3 separate regions of the Danio rerio genome follow, and all the other regions are linked to region 2. Evidence: chromatin contacts called from public HiCAR-type data. All regions are on one chromosome and are shown on one strand. Each heading gives the region's core, a stretch centred on a gene start, on an enhancer-like site or on the middle of the called end of the contact. The rest is flanking DNA. Distances are from core to core; before and after follow the strand shown.

Region 1 (4,678 bases), core at 2,156-4,655, 160 kb after region 2:
GCCGCCGCTGTTGTTGTTGTTCGCTAATTGCCAGTTAACCTATTCATAATAGTGCCGCGACCAGCAGACGACTAAGCAAAACGCTCCGTTAACACTGTCACAACACGTTTTAACGCGGAGAATGAACAGTGCGATGTCAAGCTGCGAAAGCCGACCCCTTTCGCTCAAATATCGGCTCCCGTCTTTTCTTCTATCCCAACTTCTTTCACCCAGTCCGAAACCACTCAGAAACTCGCTGTGCATTATTTTACCTTTTCTCCTGTCAAAAATCCAACTAGGGCGATCGGGTGTGCCAGTCACGGCGTAGATTTCCTTGTCTCGCGTCGGAAAATTAATGAAATCGATATCGTTTGCGATTGTGTTTTGCAAATATCCACTATGTAACTTGCGAGTTTCCCTTAGGCAGACATTTTTGCTTGGCGATAACCGAAGCGCAGCGATGACGTTTGAAATCGTGTTCTTCCGCCAGCGCCGTAGACTCGGCTGTTCTTCAGCCGAGCGGATGGATATCATGTGTGGCGAATCATAAAGCCTGACACACAACCTTGCTAGGGGACCACTGGAGCACCTCCTAAAATCAGTTTGGTTTACCTACAAACTCCCTTCACATAAATGTGGGCTTCGTTTAGATCTATGCGTATTTTTAGGAACTGAAAATATCTGAAACATGAATATCTTAGCAGCAGGGGAACAAGTTCAGCAGCTGAAATACACAGGAGCCTTCTGAACTTATCCACACTCTTTCAGAACTATGTCGAATTTGAATAAATTGGTATTTTTGTTCTGTCTAATTTTAAATTGTATAAGAAAGCTTTGGAGCTTTGATCAAAATTTGAACACATTATGTCATTGTCATTAAAATAAATAAAATCCAGCCAACAGTTATCAAATAGCAGTTATGAATATACTGCAGATGAATAACACAGACATCTTGCAAATAGTATTGCAAAATAGCAATGTTTCATTATGCAACCCTTCACCAACTATCTCTTCAGTATGTTGCCAACTACATTAGCTTTATTCATGCATTTATTTTTATTTTTTTTGGCTTAGTCCCTTCATTGATTTAGGGATCGCCACAGCGGAATGAACCGCTAACCCATCCACCATATGTTTAACTCAGCGGATGCCCCTCCAGCCACAACCCAACACTGGGAAACTACATTAGCTTATATTAAATGTAAATTTTCATTAATTATTTGTAATCAAAATGATTTTAATCTCCATTGATTCTTCAATTATTTCTTACTAAAATTTTCGAAATTCAGCCTTCAGGCACATAAACAATGACAAATTGGCATATTTTTATGCTCTATAAGAACATATTTAACAATGTGATTTACCTTTAATAATGTGCATTTTTTCTGTTTATCCGTACTGGTTCATTAAATTTAGCTCATTTTAAGTAATTTTTTTTATTGTTCTCATATAAGTATATTGTTATCTTATTAAAGATACCAAATAAATGTTTCCTTGTTCATGTTTTATTGGTCTGCAATAAATAGTAATAATAATAATTGAAAATATAACACATACACATAGGTTTATTTTCCCAGAGATGGGTTGCAGCTGGAAAAGCATCCGCTGCATAAAACATATGCTGGATAAGTTGGTGGTTCATTTCGCTGTGGCAACCCAAATAAATAAACAAAAGTTTATTTTAAATGTAACTATTATGACTTGCTATTATCATTATTGGTATTACCATTTTCAGCAATGTATAATATAGAATTGAATCTAATATAAATAATATTAAATAATAATATAAAATTTCTACAAATTCTACAAAAAACATGATTTTATATCATACATAATTCTCAGGTAACAAGCTGTTGTATATGTCACTTTTAAGATGCCAGTATGCTCATACTTTAGTGTACCTTTTTTTTTCATTCAACTTTTGTCTATTCCTGGATTCCTGGAAGACTGCAGCTCTGCAGAGTTAAGTTCCAGCCCAGCTTCAACACACTTACCTGTAGGTTTAAACAAGCATAAAGCACACAATTAGTTTGATAAGGTGTGTTTAATGAGGGTTGGAACTAAACTGTGGAGAGCTTCTGTTTATCAGTTTGTTGCATACTGATTTTTATTAACATACTTTCTATTTCATTCATTCATTCATTTTCTTGTCGGTTTAGTCCCTTTATTAATCCGGGGTCGCCACAGCAGAATGAACCATCAACTTATCGAGCAAATCTTTACGCAACCCCTTCCAGCCGCAACCCATCTCTGGGAAACATCCACACACACACACACACACACACACACACACACACACACACACTACAGACAAATTAGGTCGCTGTCTTTGGACTGTGGGGGAAACCGGAGCACCCGGAAGAAACCCATGCAAACTCCACACAAAAATGCCAACTTAGCTGAGGTTCGAACCAGTGACCTTCTTGCTGTGAGGCGACAACACTACCTACTCCGCCACTGCGTCACCTAGACTTTCTTTTTGTGTAGCCTATTTTAGAAGGCCCATAATACTGCTGTATATATGTGCAAAACAAAGATTAAATCACTGTAAGTAAAATAGAAAAATAGAAAATACTTTTATCATAAAATTAAGCAGTATAACAAGCAGCATTTTATACAAGTTCAATGAATAATACAGTGCATGTTTTTTTTAAATAACTTTACAATTAATTAGTATAGCTGTTTATGTGCTCCACTAGCTCACAATTCAATCAAAATAATGATATCCAGGATATTTAGTGACGTTCAAGAGACAGAAATAGAACACCACAGACCAAATGCTATGCAGAACATAGTCTTATGTCACTAAATCAAAATCGCGTACAAATGTACACTACAAGCCATCCTGAAAAAAGTCATAAAAATCATTTCCCAACTTTCTGAATGTAGCTATCATGGTGATGACTTTCATTATTTATAAAGGACATTTATATTCATCACAATACTCATAGTGCCACCTGTTGGTCAAAACAAACAGATTCAATACAAGATTTCTAAATCTTCTACCTGCAAATGTTACATTTATATAAGTGAATTAGCCTAGATATTAACTTGTACATAAGTTCGTTCATCTCTTATATAAACATATTTAGTACTTGTCCATGATATTTTTCTAATGCCATTTTAAAGTTATAAAATGTTTTAGAGTAACATAAAACAGTTTACATAATCTATTACATGTAAATTAGATGTATATATTTTTTAATTGCACCACTATGCATGTATTAATATCTAAAGCTTTACTAACTAAGAGTCCATGATGTAAAGAGCGTATGTTTTGGCCTGGTTCTCATTGTCTGACATGTAATATTGTTTATAATACGTTTCGTTTCTTCTCTGCACATAACTTCATGTTCTGTATTTTAATATTGGTATGTCTAAACTGGGGGGAAAGGGTATTAATTCAGACTCGAAGAGCTTTTTGGTCCCTCAACAAAGCCCCTCGAATTTCCCATGAGCCTCCGCGGTTCATGCTGCTGTAAGCGTGTCTGAATCAACACTGATGTTGTTTGTAAATAATACGAGATTTTAAAAGGTAAGGTCGAATTGTGTAAATCTGTTAATCTGTGATGTTTGTCTATTTGTTTCTATATACAAAGATAATAAGTGTTTCCTTTGCGGTTTCTGCGGTGTGTCGTTTCCTGCAGCGGCTAGCTATTTTTCTTGCTTTTTAGCGCGTTAGCATCCACACAGAGCCGACCAGCTTGCTAATGCTTTCCCAAATAACGCCCTTAGAAGAAAACATGTGTGTAAATGTAACTAATTTCTTAACACCTGTGCTCTTCTTCTTTCTTAATTCTTTGTTGATTTCACGTTTTAAATTGGAGACAATGGTGAGAACCTGAATTAGCATCTTAGCCGGTCTATGTCCGCAGTAACAGTCGATTGTATACTCAAGCCTGCAAGAGATGTATTATAGGTTCCACATCACTATAGCTGGCGTTTTAAACTTAACGTGACTTAGTTTTGCATAACAATATTTTGCATATACATATTAGGCGCAGCTGTTACTGCACTCTCAAACATTAGCATCCCAACAAACACATTTACGTTATAGCGATGTCTGCACAACGTTGTATTTTTTCAAAGACAATTTGCCGCTTACGTGCTTGCTACATTGTCACAACATAGAAATGTAAGAAGTGAGAAGGCTGTAGCAACGTTGTCGTGCGACATTCAGCAACCGCGAGACGGCGTTTTTACTACTTGTATTAATATTTTTGTGGCAGTTTATCAATACTGCCTAGAATACAGGATAAGCAGTAATTCTTTTCCAATATTGCTTAATATTAAATATTGTTCAGTTATTTTTTAATTTAACAACTGCATGTATAAACTTTGAAGTATAAAAATGCCACACAAATGAATATAATCAAACTTTTTATTATATATTTCACAACATTTAATACATACAGTACACATCTAATCTAAGCAAACAGTATAAAATAAAGTTTAGATTTTATTCTCTCTCTCTCTCTCTCTCTCTCTCTCTCTTTATATATATATATATATATATATATATATATATATATATATATATATATAAACACATATATATATATATATATATATATATATATATATATATATATATATATATATATATAAACATATATATATATATATATATATATATATATATATATATACACACACACACACACACACACACACACACACACACATTTAAACAAAAGGG
Region 2 (4,263 bases), core at 529-3,028:
AAGTGAAAACACAAGCTCGCGTTCGTCTCTAGAAATCAGCCAGACTTTTAGGAAAGTTGTACAAACATTACAGATTGCTGCTGCCATTGTTAAAAGCTGAATTAATAATGTGAGCAACACAGAAATTTCATATTAGGCAGCTAACCGATCATTCTTGAATTCAGCAAACAGATGGAGAAATCTCCAGAGTCCTGCACAGACAGAGAGAAAGACATCAGGGAAATCTACTGGAAACTTTTTCCTCTCTACTGAAGTTGTGCGTTCAGTGCTTTGCATCGTCAGGGGAGCAGCGACTCACTTTTAAGGAAATAAGAACATTCTGCCCCCGCCAAACACATGTTTACTTGGCCATCTAATTAAAGACATGGAACAGACATTATTTAATATAGATAATTATAATATGCACTACAAACTAACTCTAAGCTGAACGATAATGATAATAATCATTATTATTTCTACAAAATTCCTCTATTTATTGATATAAATATGCCCCCAAAATACTCAACTAAACCTTCCCACTTGTAGCTAATCAAGGTTAAACATACTTGAGTTTCTTATACTTTCTAATTACACTTTTTTATATGAATTAATCTGACTTAAGCACCCTAATTGAAGATTCATCAGATTTTGTTATCCTTTCAGAAACTTTAAGCCAAGTAAAGACAAACCCGCTCTTATCATATGGCACAAGAGCAGGTTCAAGTCGTCATATCCTCTTCCACATTCCTAATCACACCTATTAAATTTTGAAGTTAATTATCTAAACCATCTGACATCTTTCCCACAGAAGTTTGATCAGATTTTGCCATCTTGCCACATAACCTTTAAGTAAAGCCAAGTAACACCCACTCATGAGACACAAGCACAGGTTTCTCATAAGCCTAAAGGACCAATCTGATCATCCAGCACCTGACAAACGTTCAGCACACACACAAGCGAGCGAGTGTTCACACGGACAGCCACACGCAGACAGGCAAACAGGCATCGTGAGAGGCACACAGAAATCAAAGGGCCTGTGGTGGAGAGGTTTAGGAGTCCCATCAGGATTCCTGTAGAGAGAAGAATGCCTGGCTGATTAAAAACAGATGGAGGAACAGCGAAGCTCAATCTGCAAACAGGAAAGTCAAACCTCAACAGACAGACTCTCTTCCTTAATCACTCCCAGACTCCCACTTGTTATTATTGTGAGCCCATCAGAAAAGCGGTGAGCAACAAGCACAGCCAGCATCAACTACCAAGACCAAGTGTTCAAGACAAATAACCACTTTTCACCAAGGAAACAGTGACAGACTAGCAAATCTGCCAGTTTCTCATAAAAAAAGAGGTTTTGACATTTTGTTCAGCTCTTCACAACAGTTGAAATCTGAGTAATAACCCATACTAAATGGCAATCGAAAGTAAATGTTGACCCTGCTCAGGCTGAGGTAATGGAAACACTCAGCAGTCTCACACACACACACACACACATAGGCAGAGCCTAGAGCAGCGAGACCCTCAACTCAGTTTCTACACGCTGAACAGACACGGCTCAGCACTCCATTTAAGCTGACAGCCCACCGCGCGCATGAAAAACATGTTTACTTACACACTTTTCCCCAAGGGACAGAAGGCACTCACCGATTTTCCGTTGTAGTAATACATGCTGCCCATTCCAGGCACGGGGTAGGCGCAATACATGATAAAAGCCTCAGCGATACTGAAAAAGACGTGGAGGCAGATACAGAGGATCACTTTTCACAAACCCGCTCCCTACTCATACATCCACCCGCTGCACAAGGGACTAATTCCTTCAGTGCTGGCCCCCTACACATGGATCTACTCACAGACAACTTATGCAAAGCAGGACCGTACCAACTCCGCCGGCACTGAAGGGAGGGGGGTGGCTTATGGGAGGAGGAGGAGGACGAGGACGGACCAATACCCAGAGCTCGCCTCCCCTAAAGCCTCATAAGTGCTGAGGCAAAGAGCGGAGGGGGGGAGAGATGGAGGATAAAAAAGCAAGGGAGGGGCGGAAAACAAATGAGTAAGTGGATTGACTTGTACTTAAAAAAAAAAAAAAAAACAGACAGAAAGGAAATTAGAATGGTGGATTTTTTCCGTGCGAAAAGGGGCCGAGCAAAACACTAAGACCACTGTTGTTTTCATTTACCTGTTGATTCGACTTGTCTTTCACAGAGTATCAGAAAATGAAATAAAACACTATACTGATGTGGTTTAGAGCGGCACACAATCACTGAAACAGAAACACACACTAGACTAAATCCTGAGCTGATTAATCTTTTGTTTAGTGATTATTGTTTTTTTTCTTTTATTGAAGGGTTGAATGGAGGTTATGGAGAGGATTTCTACAGTCAATAGCCTTGTGTATATATAAAACTAAAGTTTGAATGATAGCTGTATAACAGTAATACAGTAATATACTAAATGTATTATATGAAATAGTAATATATTTTCTAACTACTACAAGTACAACTACTAATAAATTTGAAACCTCAAAAAATACATCACAGATTCCAAATATTAAACAATTTTTTTTTATTAATTTAATAAAATTAAGTAGCACAGTTTTTTTCTTTTTTCTTTTTTGATTGGTAATAATATGCAGTGCTTCCTAGAACAACAAATCAGCAAATTGGAATGATTTTGAAGAATCGTGACATTAGCTATGTTTCTATCCATAGATGCAAATTAAATGTATGCACTAAACTGTATGCACTAAACTGGAATATTTCATAAAAGACCCATTCAATGAGTCAAAGAAGACAAAACCAGATTAACTAGTGCAAACTATCAAAAGTAAAAATTGAATTTGCTGCGGTAAGAGAAGCTGCGTCAATCTTTATTTAATAAATAACTTGCGCCTCAGAAGACAATGCCAACACACAACATTGAACACGTAGTGACGCAAAGCACAGACGCTCTTGACAGTTCTGGAAGTAATTAATAATATAATAACAATAATACTGAAGTGATTAAGGCATTTTAGAATGGCCAAAACAACATTTCAGATGTTTTACAATGTGCTCAGCCTGCTAATTTGTCCATTCACACACATTATTATTATCCTATGAGCTCTTACAACAAAATCACAACTTTTTTTATGCACATTCTGAAATTTGTTTAGTAAAAGTGTTTCCATTGTAGTTCATGCACATCTTTTCTTTTCGAATAAAAGTTTATCCTACTCAGTTATGCGCATATGTTTTTTTATGTTCACATAAATGCACATAAAAATAGGTGGATGAAAAAAAGCTAAAGAAAATTACAATAATAGCTGCAGAAATGTCAGCTTTGTCATAACGAGTACAAGTTTTTAAATATAGTAAAACATAAAACAGTTTTTAATATATCATTTCATATTTTGGTCATAAAAATGAACTTGCAAAAAGATTTTACTTACTCCATAGGTTATAAAAGTGATTTGTATTAATTGTAATTTTAATCTGCATTCTGAGACAATATTTTGAGACATTGAACTTCAAAATATTTGCATTACAAAAAGTTGTGGGCAACTATGAAAATGACTGCATACAGTTAAGCGGTTAAGAATGTGTTAATAACTAAAGTTGAATAAAGAAAATGGCAACTACACTGTAAAAAAAAAAGCTGGGGTGCTGAAAAAAACCTGTAAAATAACAGCTATTATATTACAGAAATTTACTGTAAAATAACAGAGGTTGAAGTACAGAAATTTACCAGAAATTTAAATTGAAGGAAATTTCTGTAATTTAAAGTCTGTTATTTTACTGTAAATTTCTATAATTTAACGGCAGTTATTTTACTTTTTTTTTCTGGCACCCCAGCTGTTGGAAATAAACTGTAGAATTACATATTTTTTTAACAGTGTAGTATCTTATAGTTCCAAGCTAGCATACTGTATTTACTTTTCTAAAAATTACATTTGGACACACAGACGGCACACAATTAGAATGACTTGTTTGGTTGGGACTTGGTGGAGATGCACATCAATGGATTTGCTCTTCAGTGTTTGGATTTTTAGCAGTGAAATTTAAACCACACTGAACTGAACTAAACTTCAACTCTGAAAAGTGGATTGACAGTTTTATTTTACTTCAACTTCTATATTAAGCTGCTTTGACACAATCTACATTGTAAAAGCGTTACAGAAATAAACATGAAGTGAATTGAACTTTCAGCACTGATAACATTAAGATTAGTGCATGTATTAAGTTTCAAGCAATGCACTTGTCTGCAAGAAGTCTAGTGGCGAATGTTGCGACCTGTGGCTGTTTTTTTAACATT
Region 3 (4,666 bases), core at 741-3,240, 200 kb after region 2:
ACAATATTTCTGTACCTGCATATGTAATTTCTTTTTTTAATGCACCCCCTGGATTAAAATTGAGTTGTAAAGGCAGCGATGTGAATGTTGCTCCGTGTATATGAGTGTTCTCAAGTTTTTTTTTTCCAATCCACAGTTGTGATTGTACAGATGATCACAGACCTAACAGATCTAGATTCCTACATCTGCCTTTTTAAAGTGGTGGTTTCATAAGACAAAAAAACTAGTTCTCAGCAATTTTTCTGTATTTAGGAATGCAAAGATGAGTCCTGTTATTTTATTTTTATTTTTTAGATTGTGTGTAACATATTGTTATATGGAGTTGATCTGGATAGGATTCTGCAATGGGAGTCATTTCTCCTGTTGATTGAGAGAGATTGTAGAATCATTGTAGAAATTACATTCGTCTTCATCAGTAATAAACTTTTTATAACATATTCATTTGCGCCCTTGTGATTCAAATCCAATCCGTGTTCATGTTTTCCTCAAAGTTCTTGATTTGGTGAAGTGCGCCCTCTTGGGGTTTCACGCTGTAATGAGAAAACTTTTGCAATTTTTTTTTTATTGCATCATAACACAAATACAATAAGGCAGAGTTCGTTTAACAACTTCATGTACATTTACAGAACAGAGCACAAATAATAATCAAATCAATATGATAATAATGCAAAAAAAAAAAGTTTAAACAAAGAAATAGACGCACAAACACAGCCGATATATATATATATATATATATATATATATATATATATATATATATATATATATATATATATATATATATATATATCACATATATAACAACTTTAAAGATTTACAGTATAACCAAAATTCCTTTTGGAAAAATAAAAACAGTGGTTTTGTTTTAAGGCACTTGCATTTATAAATATAAAATTTCTCCAAAATTAGAATATTGTTCAATACAAATTGAATATTAACATCTTCCATAAATAAAAGAAAATATATTTTTTAGAAAATTGGGAGGTCAACTTTTTACACAAACATTTAACCACTCGAATGAATCAGACCAGCAGGTTCTGCTATATAAAAGTCTGGAGATGGGTAAATATTGAATATTTTAAAGTCTTTTTTTGGCTTTAGGAGGTATGGGGAAGGAAAGAAACAGTTCTTAATTTGGTTATAGAGCTCCTGGAAAATAAGAAAATACACATTATTTCTATTTGCTTGTATTGGAAATTTATCTTGGGTAAATATTGATTTTATTAGGCATTACACTCCGAATAAAATCTTGTGCATTTATCAACAAATAAGGCAGATAATGTGTCATGCATTGTCACACAGCGATGTTAAATATAGATTGATTGGAAGATATTTTAAAACACATTACGTGTGTGTGTGTGTGTGTGTGTGTATATATATATATATATATATATATATATATAATATCAGAATTATTAGCCCAGAAGAAATTTTAAACACCATTTTAGGGTCAAAACTATTAGCCCCTTTAGGCAAATAGTTTTTTGGATAGTCTACAGAACAAACCATCATTATACAATAACTTGCCTAATTACACTAACCTGCCTAGTTAACCTAATTAACCTGGTTAAATGTCACATTAAGCTGTATAGAAGTGTCTTGAAAAATATAAAGTCAAATATTATTTACTGTCATCATGATGTATATATGAGATTATTAACTTTCTTTGGAAGTTCTGCAGTTTTACTATAGCCTCTAATTTTTTTGTAAAGATATGTGAAGATCTATGCACGTGATTACAAATAGAATCTCTTATTATCCAGAAATGATTTTTCTCTTCATATATATGGAAAGTCCATATTTATTATGGAAAGTTCAAACTTTTTCTCACCCAATGGCATTCAGGTTTTAAGGTTCTAATGCTCCAAAAAAGTCTGTGAATGTGAACTAAATCCAGTTGGAAAGCAAAAACTGCACGTCAAGATTGAATGAAGAAAGGTTACAGTAGTTGTGCTGGTTCAAAAAAGCTTTTATTTGAGACGCAAAGCGGAAACGACGTCAACGTCAACATGGCGCCGCACACATACGCCAGTGTGTACATCTAATTCTTAACCGTAACCTTGCTACTGTCATCTACTGCTTTGGGGAAAAACGGATTAGTATAATGAGCCAACTTTGGAAACGTGATTCTAAAAATGCCAAGGTTGTCTCACCTGAAGTTGTCATAGAATATTAGCATGACTTTCTGACTTCTGCGTGCTTAACGTTAATGGAGGACTGATGGTTTTGTAACTTCGCTAGCTGTTAATGGCAGTTTCTGTCATTTATGAAATCTTACATTAAAGTATGTGGAACTTAAACTTCTTAAAGCTCACAGACCCAGGTCGTTTGCTGTCTCAGAGACTTTGTAGCATCTGTTTCACGCGCCATAGAAGAGGCTTATTTCTCTTGGGCAGAAGCAAATCTTTAGTAACTCAAACACAGTCTGCGTCTAAACCGCCCTGGAGAATACTGTTCTTTGGAAGTGATGATTTTGCTCTGGAGTCACTGAAGCTGCTTCATTTGTCTCGGTAATGACATCCAGGATGTTATTGTATTATTGTCCGTTATGACCTTGCTGTGTTATTCATGTTATTCATCTGTATTCATTAGAAATGACAATAAAGCTGGAGTCGTCGATGCACTTGAGGTCGTGACGCTGTCCCGTGATGCTCCGGTCAGGAAATATGCAGAGCAGCACAGACTTCCGCTTCACCACTGGCCAGATGTGGACATGAGTACACACTTTGATGTTGGTGTGGTGGTGTCATTTGGCAGCTTAATCAAGGAAAACATCATCAACAAAATGCCATAGTACGTTATAAGGGTTCATCAAACGAATGTGACTTCAGCATGTCCATAATTAGTTTGTTATTATGTTTTGATGAGATTTTTTTCGGAAGTAATTTATTCCAACTTTTCCAAACGTAATTAATGGTCTTAATAATGCTTTTAATTTTGTATGTAGTCTTTAATAAGGGCTGTATAATTGTCATCAAAGCCTGGAGGTGAAGTGCCTTGTATAATTCATTGAGTTATGAAAATTTTTTTTCACAATTCTTTACTCAGCAAAGTGTCTGAAACTTGCTGTTTTATACTTTTGGAGACCTAAAGTGGGTAGGTTAAACTGGTAGATTAAAGGTTTAAATCAGGTTTAACATCTTATACTTTACCTTAATTCTCAAAATATTTACTTCACAACTTGTATTTTGTCTCCTTGCTGCACCATTAATTATTCTTTTTTTTTTTTTTTTTTTTAGTTAAGAGTTTGACCGCATTATTGACTTTTTAGTGTGATTATTTCTTGTTTGGTTTATTAACTTATTGCAAAAATAGAAAGATATTTGTACATGAAAATAGAAACACATTGATTCCAATCCCTCATCCATAAACAAAATAAAAATTACAAATTATCAGTCTGTCACTACATAAAGAAATACACATTTAAAAAGCCTAGCTACAGTGCCTATAATGTAGAAAACACATGCTGGATCATTAGAATTTAGTAATACTTAATGTACAATCAATGTGCACATGTACATCAACAAACAATAATTACAATCACACAATCCACAGATCTGCATTTGAAAAACTGTAAGGCTCAGATTGACAGTCGGTAGATGTTGTTTTCACAGACAGAGTGATTAATTTAAGTCTGATTTATAACCTGTAAAAGAAAAGATCAGTTCACTTCCAGTCCCATTTAAAAACTGCACATCACTCATCAACGTTAATGTACAAAATGAATAGTAATTATTAAGATTGATAGAGTGGAGACTGTACAACTACTGTCTGTTGTGATCTCATCTTATAATAGATCATCATTTCTTTTTATTCTTTGTAGTGGTATCCTGAATGTGCACCCTAGTCTTTTGCCACGCTGGCGGGGATCTGCTCCAATATTTCATACAATTCTGAACGGTGACAGTGTCACAGGAGTGACTATCATGCAAATAAGACCGAAGAGGTAAATGCTGTGTTTATTCTAGGCAGGACCTATGAAAGATTAACTAAAATATGCTAAATACCTCTGTATAATTGCCTGACATGACTTTTATTTCTTGTCAGATTTGATGTGGGACCCATTCTTCAGCAAGAGGTGTACGAGATTCCGAAGAACTGCACTGCTGAAGAGCTCGGAGCTACTTTGGCAGATATGGGTTCCAGAATGGTCAGTTACTCCTATAAATGCACTTTTCATTAAAACATCACGCATTGTCTCAAGCACAACCCCCTTACTGTAAAACACATTTTTACAGTACTGTCCTGCTGATAATGATTCCAGAAGGCTTTTTTTTATTAAATGAACTCTCTTAAAGACATTTTAAAAAAGTGACACCAGGAAATGTTACAAAAAAAACTAAATTTAATTTATGTATTCATTTGTTTGTTGATTTTAATTTTATATTTAATATTGAAATGTTCTTGCCATGAAAATAGCCTTGGTTGCTGACATGGCATTAAATAAAAAAGTACATTACATTTTATCAAAACCTTAAAGGCAAATCTAAATGCAAAAACTAAATTCACAGAATCCCTGACATTCTGGTTATTCAATCTCTTTAAAAAACATATCACTGTACTCAAAATCAAACAAAGATATCAAGTCATACACATATACTGTATACACACACATAAACATGTTCTTAATGTTGCTAGTTTTCAAACTAGTGCTAAGTATTTAAGT

What was found. HiCAR-type assays count read pairs that join an accessible place to other places.
Region 1: a contact with region 2 is called in a HiCAR-type map of caudal fin, with 6 times the contacts expected there. The contact joins the promoter of znf280d here to the promoter of tcf12 in region 2. A contact is called at or near these places in 4 of 18 Hi-C or Micro-C datasets (caudal fin, embryo, hematopoietic stem cells and 1 more) and 3 of 4 datasets of contacts at active chromatin or transcription factors (caudal fin, embryo and gastrula embryo).
Region 3: a HiCAR-type map of caudal fin shows a contact between it and region 2, with 4 times the contacts expected there. The contact joins the promoter of mtfmt here to the promoter of tcf12 in region 2. A contact is called at or near these places in 1 of 18 Hi-C or Micro-C datasets (caudal fin) and 1 of 4 datasets of contacts at active chromatin or transcription factors (caudal fin).

Annotation. Positions count from the first base shown.
Region 1 is chr7:54,314,427-54,319,104 of GRCz12tu, forward strand. znf280d (zinc finger protein 280D) reads left to right here and starts at 3,406. Exons shown (of 18, transcript XM_679451.9): 1 at 3,406-3,514. It also overlaps a transcript of tcf12 not described here.
Region 2 is chr7:54,154,053-54,158,315 of GRCz12tu, forward strand. tcf12 (transcription factor 12) reads right to left here and starts at 1,779. Exons shown (of 13, transcript NM_214816.1): 1 at 1,618-1,779. The coding sequence starts at 1,677.
Region 3 is chr7:54,357,282-54,361,947 of GRCz12tu, forward strand. It overlaps mtfmt (mitochondrial methionyl-tRNA formyltransferase), which reads left to right and starts at 1,991. Exons shown (of 9, transcript NM_001077542.2): 1 at 1,991-2,510; 2 at 2,593-2,793; 3 at 3,824-3,946; 4 at 4,048-4,150. The coding sequence starts at 2,287. znf280d (zinc finger protein 280D) reads left to right here. Exons shown (of 18, transcript XM_679451.9): 18 at 1-437.